Linked DNA regions of Mus musculus: region 1 is linked to region 2. The links are chromatin contacts, called in public promoter capture Hi-C maps. All regions are on one chromosome and are shown on one strand. Each heading gives the region's core, a stretch centred on a gene start, on an enhancer-like site or on the middle of the called end of the contact. The rest is flanking DNA. Distances are from core to core; before and after follow the strand shown.

Region 1 (3,016 bases), core at 177-2,676, 330 kb before region 2:
AAACACAAGCAGCAAAAAGACGTTGCAGAACCAAAAAATTAAAATGAGTTTTGGAAATTAATGTTTTTAGTTTTCGGCCCACAGATACACAGTAGATAGTTATTATGGTAATATACACAATATACACGTGCCTCTTAAATCTTTATTTTCAGGGGAAAGAGGAAGAAGGAACTTTTAAATGATAATGCTAAAATGTCATACAAAAGTTCCTGGATGCCTACAAAACAATTGGAAATAAGCAAAAGAAAAAAAAAAGTTACCTAAGTTGCCGAACTATATGAAGCTATATGAAGTGAAACTATACTACAACAAATGTTGCACATAAGCCAAGTAAAACTAACACCTGTTGATAATGTACTAAGATTTTAAAACTTAGTTCCAGTTCACATATAAAACTCATAAGTTAGGAAATAAACACCGTGAGTGTCAAAATGTGGGAGGAAGGCTTCCATCATTCTTTATAGGAAAACTCATCACTGCGGAATCAAACAGGTCGCCCAGAGTCTTTAGCTGTTTTTCCACTTCCCTGAATACTTTTGAGAATAGTCAAATAAAAAGTTCATAGAAATGTGTAAAAGCAATTTGAAGTCCTGGTTTTGAGTGTCAACGTCTCCAGAACAGAAGGCATAGTGGAAGGGGTGGGGGGGCACGGTGTAAGTGTCTCAAACACACTGGCAAAGCCTAACATGTTTAAGAGTGTAGGTTCTCACCTTGCAGAACAGATGTTGGCTTTTAATCTACTCTTCAGTGAAAACAATTCCTTTCCAGGAAACCACAAACTCTGCCCAAACCCTGGCAGAGGGGTTCTCCCCGAGGGCGCTGCTATCCCTCTCCTGTGGATATTGATTGGTTGGTCTTGCAATAGATAGCAACCCAGGAAGGGGTGACGGTGGACCCCAAATCAACTGAAACTTGACCAAAATACCAGAAGCTCTACTTTGAAAAAGGGAGTCGCCTCCTTGGGACCTGAGGCTTCCCTACCCTAGCGCCGGCGGCCAGAAACGGAAACCACTCGCTGCGCTCAAGTGAGAGGAGTGATGAAATCAAGGCTACAGGGGAAGGAAGCTCACCAACCTAACTGGTGACAAAGCTGCTGAGCCTCGGGAGGAAAGCAGCACGGTCTCCCAGGGGTCCCGGGGAACGCCGCACCCCTGGGTTTGGACCACCCGGAGAGGAAGAGGAACCGCGTGGGGTTAGGGGTAGGGGGAAGTGCGGCTCAGATTTCTCAGCGTCCCTGCCAGTGGGCTCTGGGTACCAGGTGGCCGCGGCGCGGGGCAGCGCAGGCTCGGCACTGCGGAGGGCTGGCGGGCGGGCAGCGCGCGGGCGGCGGAGGAGTTTGCTTGGCGCGCGCCCGGCCGGCCCGCGGCTCACCTGGAGCGCTCAGGTAGGACCGGGGCGGGGCGCGGGGCTGGCGCGCAGGCGCGGGATCCGGCCTCGCCCCTGCCGACGTCGCCGGCGGGAGCTCACCTGGGAGACTCGCAGAGGAAGAGGAGCCTCGGCGTGGCCTCGCTTGGCAACGCGGGAGGCCCGGCGGGAAGGCAGGAAGCGGCGGCGGAGGAGGAGTTGAGCCGAGCGGCCACGAGAGCCACGGCCACCCGAGTCGCCGGCGTCGCCACCTGCACTTGGCTCTGGACCCCCGCGGACAGAGCCCCGGCCGGCCGCCGCTTCCCGCCGCCTGCCCTGCCCACCTGCCAGGTAAGCCGGCGTCCAGCCGACCGGGCTCCCGCAGTCCCAGCAAGGGGACAGCGTGCGGGACGGCCCCGGAGCTGCCCGCGGCCGGTTGGACGCGGTCTCGAGAGCGGGTTTCAGTTGCTCCCCCTCGGGAGAGGCCGGCGGGGATACCGATCACTCCTGTCGCCGGGTCCCCTCGGCAGCCCCAGAGCCTCACCGGGGCAGAAAGTCCCCCTGGTACCCCTGGGCCCCCTGATAGTCCTCGGGAGGGCGGGTCTCTGGCGGAGGCGCTGCTCAAGGCTTGCCAACTTGGGCTAGCAGGTTGCCTGCCCACTCCCGGGTACCGAGTGGGCCAAACCCGCTACGGGGAGGGCTGTGGTTGTGCCGGGCAACTTTCCCCGCTAAGCCCAGACAGTCCTAGATTGGAAAACGGCGGCAGCCAGAGCCATCACGAAGCTTGCCGACTGGTTTGGAAGGCGCTCGGTGGTCGGGACCTGGGCATCCCGCGCACTGCACTTTTCCGGGTGCCCTCCCCGAGCCAGAGCTGCGCCCACTTTCCGGTTGAAGGTGGCAGAGTCCAGGTCTTTGTGGCAGGAGGAAATGGAACTGTGGTTCACCAGCTGCCTCCTCTTAGAGGACCTGTTGACTTAAGGACCAATGTATCTCGGATCTGGTGTGCCTGTGGCATATGACTCAAAGGTTCAAAAAAAAAAAAAAAAAAAAAAAAACCAACTTTGTTTCAGCATCCTGCCACGTCTGAACCTGGAAGTGCCAAGCCCAAATTCCTGTCTACCTAATTAGGATTTTCGAAAGCCTATGAATTAAGGTTGAAACTACTCTTAGCATAGACTTAATACTTAATTCCTTCCTTCTGTTTTGGGAACTCCATCAAGTTACCTTCCTCCCCTTTCTGATTTTTTTTTCTTTTTAAGAAAATGTTTCTAAGTTATGGCTTGATATTGAAGTTACACTACCTAAGGTACATCTGAACTCAAATACTTTTGTAAAAATTCAGAAAGTTACATTTGAATTTGAGAGTTTCTGGTTGTGAGAAATTCCACTTTTATCATCTAACTTTGAGTTTGTTACTTAGACATATGAGTTCAAAACCACACCCTATAATTATTTCTTTTTAACCTTTAACATCAACTGAAACCTAACATGCATGTTAGTTGAAACATTCTGGGCAGTGTATTCATACCAAGCATTTCTTATACACTGTTTTAACCAACATTTTTTTTTCATAGAAAATTTTATTAATAAGTTCCACTCTCTAGGTGTGTTTAGTTCTGCCTTTACCAAGTTTTAAAAACATATATTTAGGTTGTACATGCTTTCTTTCTAT
Region 2 (3,003 bases), core at 411-2,910:
TTCGCCTGAACCTCTGAGCTTTTGCAGCTGTCTCCCACAAACCAGCTCTAAAAGGCTTATGAGTGCCCGGTAGTCACAGCAGTGACCACATGTTTTGGTACTGCTTTTCTGCATTAGTCTGTGTTTCACTGGTATGACGAAGACCTCGGAGTAGCTGTTTAGAGGGAGGAGTATTTGTTTTGGATCACAGGCTCAGACATTTCAGTCCTTGGGTGACTGAACCTCTTGCATGGAGCCTGAGGTAAGGCAGAACAACAGGGCAAGAGGAACATGTTCCAACTGCTGGCTGAAAAAGGGGGTGCAGCAAAGTGTCTACAGATACAAGACATCTTTCCAGGCCATGCTGGGAGTGAGCCACTTCCTCTTACACCCATGAGTCTGTGGGCGACAATATATTCCAACCTTCACAGTAGTGGTTTATTTTTACAATGGAGAAACTGAAGCAACTTAAGAAGGAGACATATCATTTACATTATTTACTGAGAATAGTTTCTTAAGTATTTCCAAATTATTCTATTCTGTTGAAATGCTGCTTCCTGGTTCCTAGACGATCCAGTAGCCAGCACTTTCTGGTTTTCTTCACAGTGTGGTCTTTGCAATTCAAAGGCTTCCCCCTTTCCCCACCCAGTTCCATGTTTGGGAAGATGGGGAGGGCTGGCTTTATATAGAAGGCAGACTCGTTTTTACAGTTCTGTAATTACAAGCTTTAATCGCAGTGCTTTGATTCCAATTTGCTCTGGAGCCTCTGTTTTCCCTGACTGACTTTCTCTTCTGCCTTTTGATTTTGCTTTGGCTGAGGGCATTCTCATTGCATAAAGAGTTGTGTATTTTGTGGTTTTGGAGCTGGAAAGAAATCCACACTGGTGAATACATGGCAGGCCCTACATTGTCCTTAAGCCACTGGCCATAGAGATTCAAGGACAGGATGGTCTAATTATTCCATTCGCTATAGAACTACGAAACCCATCTTTCACAGAGAACTTTAATGAAGTCATTTTAATTTGAAGAGATTATTTTATTCTACATGTGAAAAATATGCTTTCAGGGGTCCATCAATTGCAGTGGTCATGAAAAAATACTTGAAATTCCCTGAAGATGTGAGAGCTTGGACAGTTCCCTATTCTGTCTCACTGGAGACTTTGAACTGCTTCCATCAACCATTTCTTTAGTTTTGTGGTTTGTTTATGCTGGCTTCACTTTGCAACCATGACATTTATGTTCAAGGAGAAAAATATTGACAAGACAGTCATTTCACAAACTCCCTCTTAAGAGACATTCAAATGTAACACAATTTCTTTTAGTCATTACTAAACTTTATGTTTGCTTCCATTGTACATACCTAAAACAGATGCAAAATAACTGTCGTGTGTGTATGTGTGTGTTGGGGGGGTTATTTGCAAATATAAAAGCCTTTCCACTCCAAATAATAAACTTCACACACTTCATAATGGAAACAGCACCCTCTAGTGGAAAAGGCTGAATAATGCTTACCAAATTGTTTTTTATAAAATTTCATTGAGGTTTTTGAAATTCAAAAGCGAAAGTAATTAGTTGGAAGGCTATTGGTATATTTTCAGTGTTACTTAACCACCAGCTCTGTAATCTAGTTTTCGTCCCTCTATAAACACCAACCACTAGCAACCTTCTTTTCTGCCTTCCCATTCTTTCTCTTCACCTACATATTCTAGATATAGCATATCAAATGGATTGCACAGCCCACGGGGTTTGGTCTTTCTCTTTCTTCTCTCATTTTGATGTCTTTGAGGCCCATATAGTTTTAATCTGCATCAATACTTCATTATTGTCAATGGGAGAACAATAGCCCGCTGTATTTATGTGCTTGAATTTATCTATCCACACATGGGCTTTTGTATTCTTTCTACTTGTTTCCTGTTATAGACAATGTTTATTTGAATATCTACCCACAAATTTCTGTGAGGACATATGTATCTTTTTCTCTTAGGTGTATACCTGGAGCTACATTTGATGAGTCATATGCTAATTCTGGGGTTAAGTCTTTGAGGAATTGGACAAAAATAATTTTAAATATCTAGCTAAGACACAGCAAAAAATATTTTTCAAGAAGACTGAGAAGTTTTTCTGAGGAATTATTTTTAGTTCATTGTAACATTTGGATTTTTACAATGATGCTCCAAATTTCAAAGACTTAACAAATAAATACAGGCCCCAGTAGAGGAAAAACATTGTGGAAAGGACCTTCCCACCTCATAGAAGAGGGAAGGCAATTTCTGTTACTGTCCTGTGTGGTTAACCATCAATATCACCCAGGTACAAACCCTGTGACCAGTACTTATTACAATAGTGGCATAAATGTTATGGGGGTGTCTTAGGGTTTCTATTCCTGCACCAACATCATGAACAAGAAGCAAGTTGTGAAGGAAAGTGTTCATTCAGCTTCCACGTCTACATTACTGTTCATCACCAAAGAAAGTCAGGACTGGAACTCAAGCAGGTTAGAAAGCAGGAGCTGATGCAGAGGCCATGGAGGGGTGCTACTTACTGGCTTGCTTTCTCTAGCTTGCTCAGCTTGCTCTCTTATAGAACCCAAAACTACCACTCCAGGGATGGCACCACCCACAATGGGCCCTCCCCCCTTGATCACTAATTGAGAAAATGCCTTACAGCTGGATCTCATGGAGGCATTTTCTAAATTGAGGCTCCTTTCTCTGTGATAACTCCAGCTGTGTCAAGTTGACACACCAGCCAGTACAGGGGGTAAGTAGACACTTTTAAGAATTGGCTGTACGACCCACCCCCTTGTGGAGCATGATAGGCAACCTATATTGGTTGAATGAGGCTTGCTTCAGCGACCCAGTAGAAAACTCTACAAGGGACAGAAAAGGGATCCACATTCCTAGAGTCAAGTGCCTGACACCACAGAGCCCCCAACTCCATAATTCTGTGACTATAAGTCACACAGACAATGTCCCAAGCATCTGGCATTCTGGCTAGACTCCACCCACACAGTTACCAGACTATAGC

Evidence for each region. Promoter capture Hi-C pulls out the DNA fragments that hold promoters and counts their contacts.
Region 1: a contact with region 2 is called in a promoter capture Hi-C map of hippocampal neurons, with 4 times the contacts expected there. The contact joins the promoter of Galnt3 here to the enhancer-like site in region 2. A contact is called at or near these places in 5 of 39 promoter capture datasets (cranial neural crest, embryonic stem cells, hippocampal neurons and 1 more), 1 of 484 Hi-C or Micro-C datasets (cortical neurons) and 6 of 115 datasets of contacts at active chromatin or transcription factors (embryonic basal ganglia, embryonic forebrain, embryonic midbrain and 3 more).

The regions. Positions count from the first base shown.
Region 1 is chr2:66,123,203-66,126,218 of GRCm38.p6, reverse strand. It overlaps Galnt3 (polypeptide N-acetylgalactosaminyltransferase 3), which reads left to right and starts at 1,426. Exons shown (of 11, transcript NM_015736.2): 1 at 1,426-1,695.
Region 2 is chr2:65,791,133-65,794,135 of GRCm38.p6, reverse strand. No RefSeq gene overlaps it. Among named protein-coding and RNA genes, the nearest start is that of Csrnp3, 53 kb to the left of the region's middle. Within about 2 kb of position 1,660, at least 21 of the 459 cell types and tissues checked have an H3K27ac peak or open chromatin away from gene starts, as enhancers often do.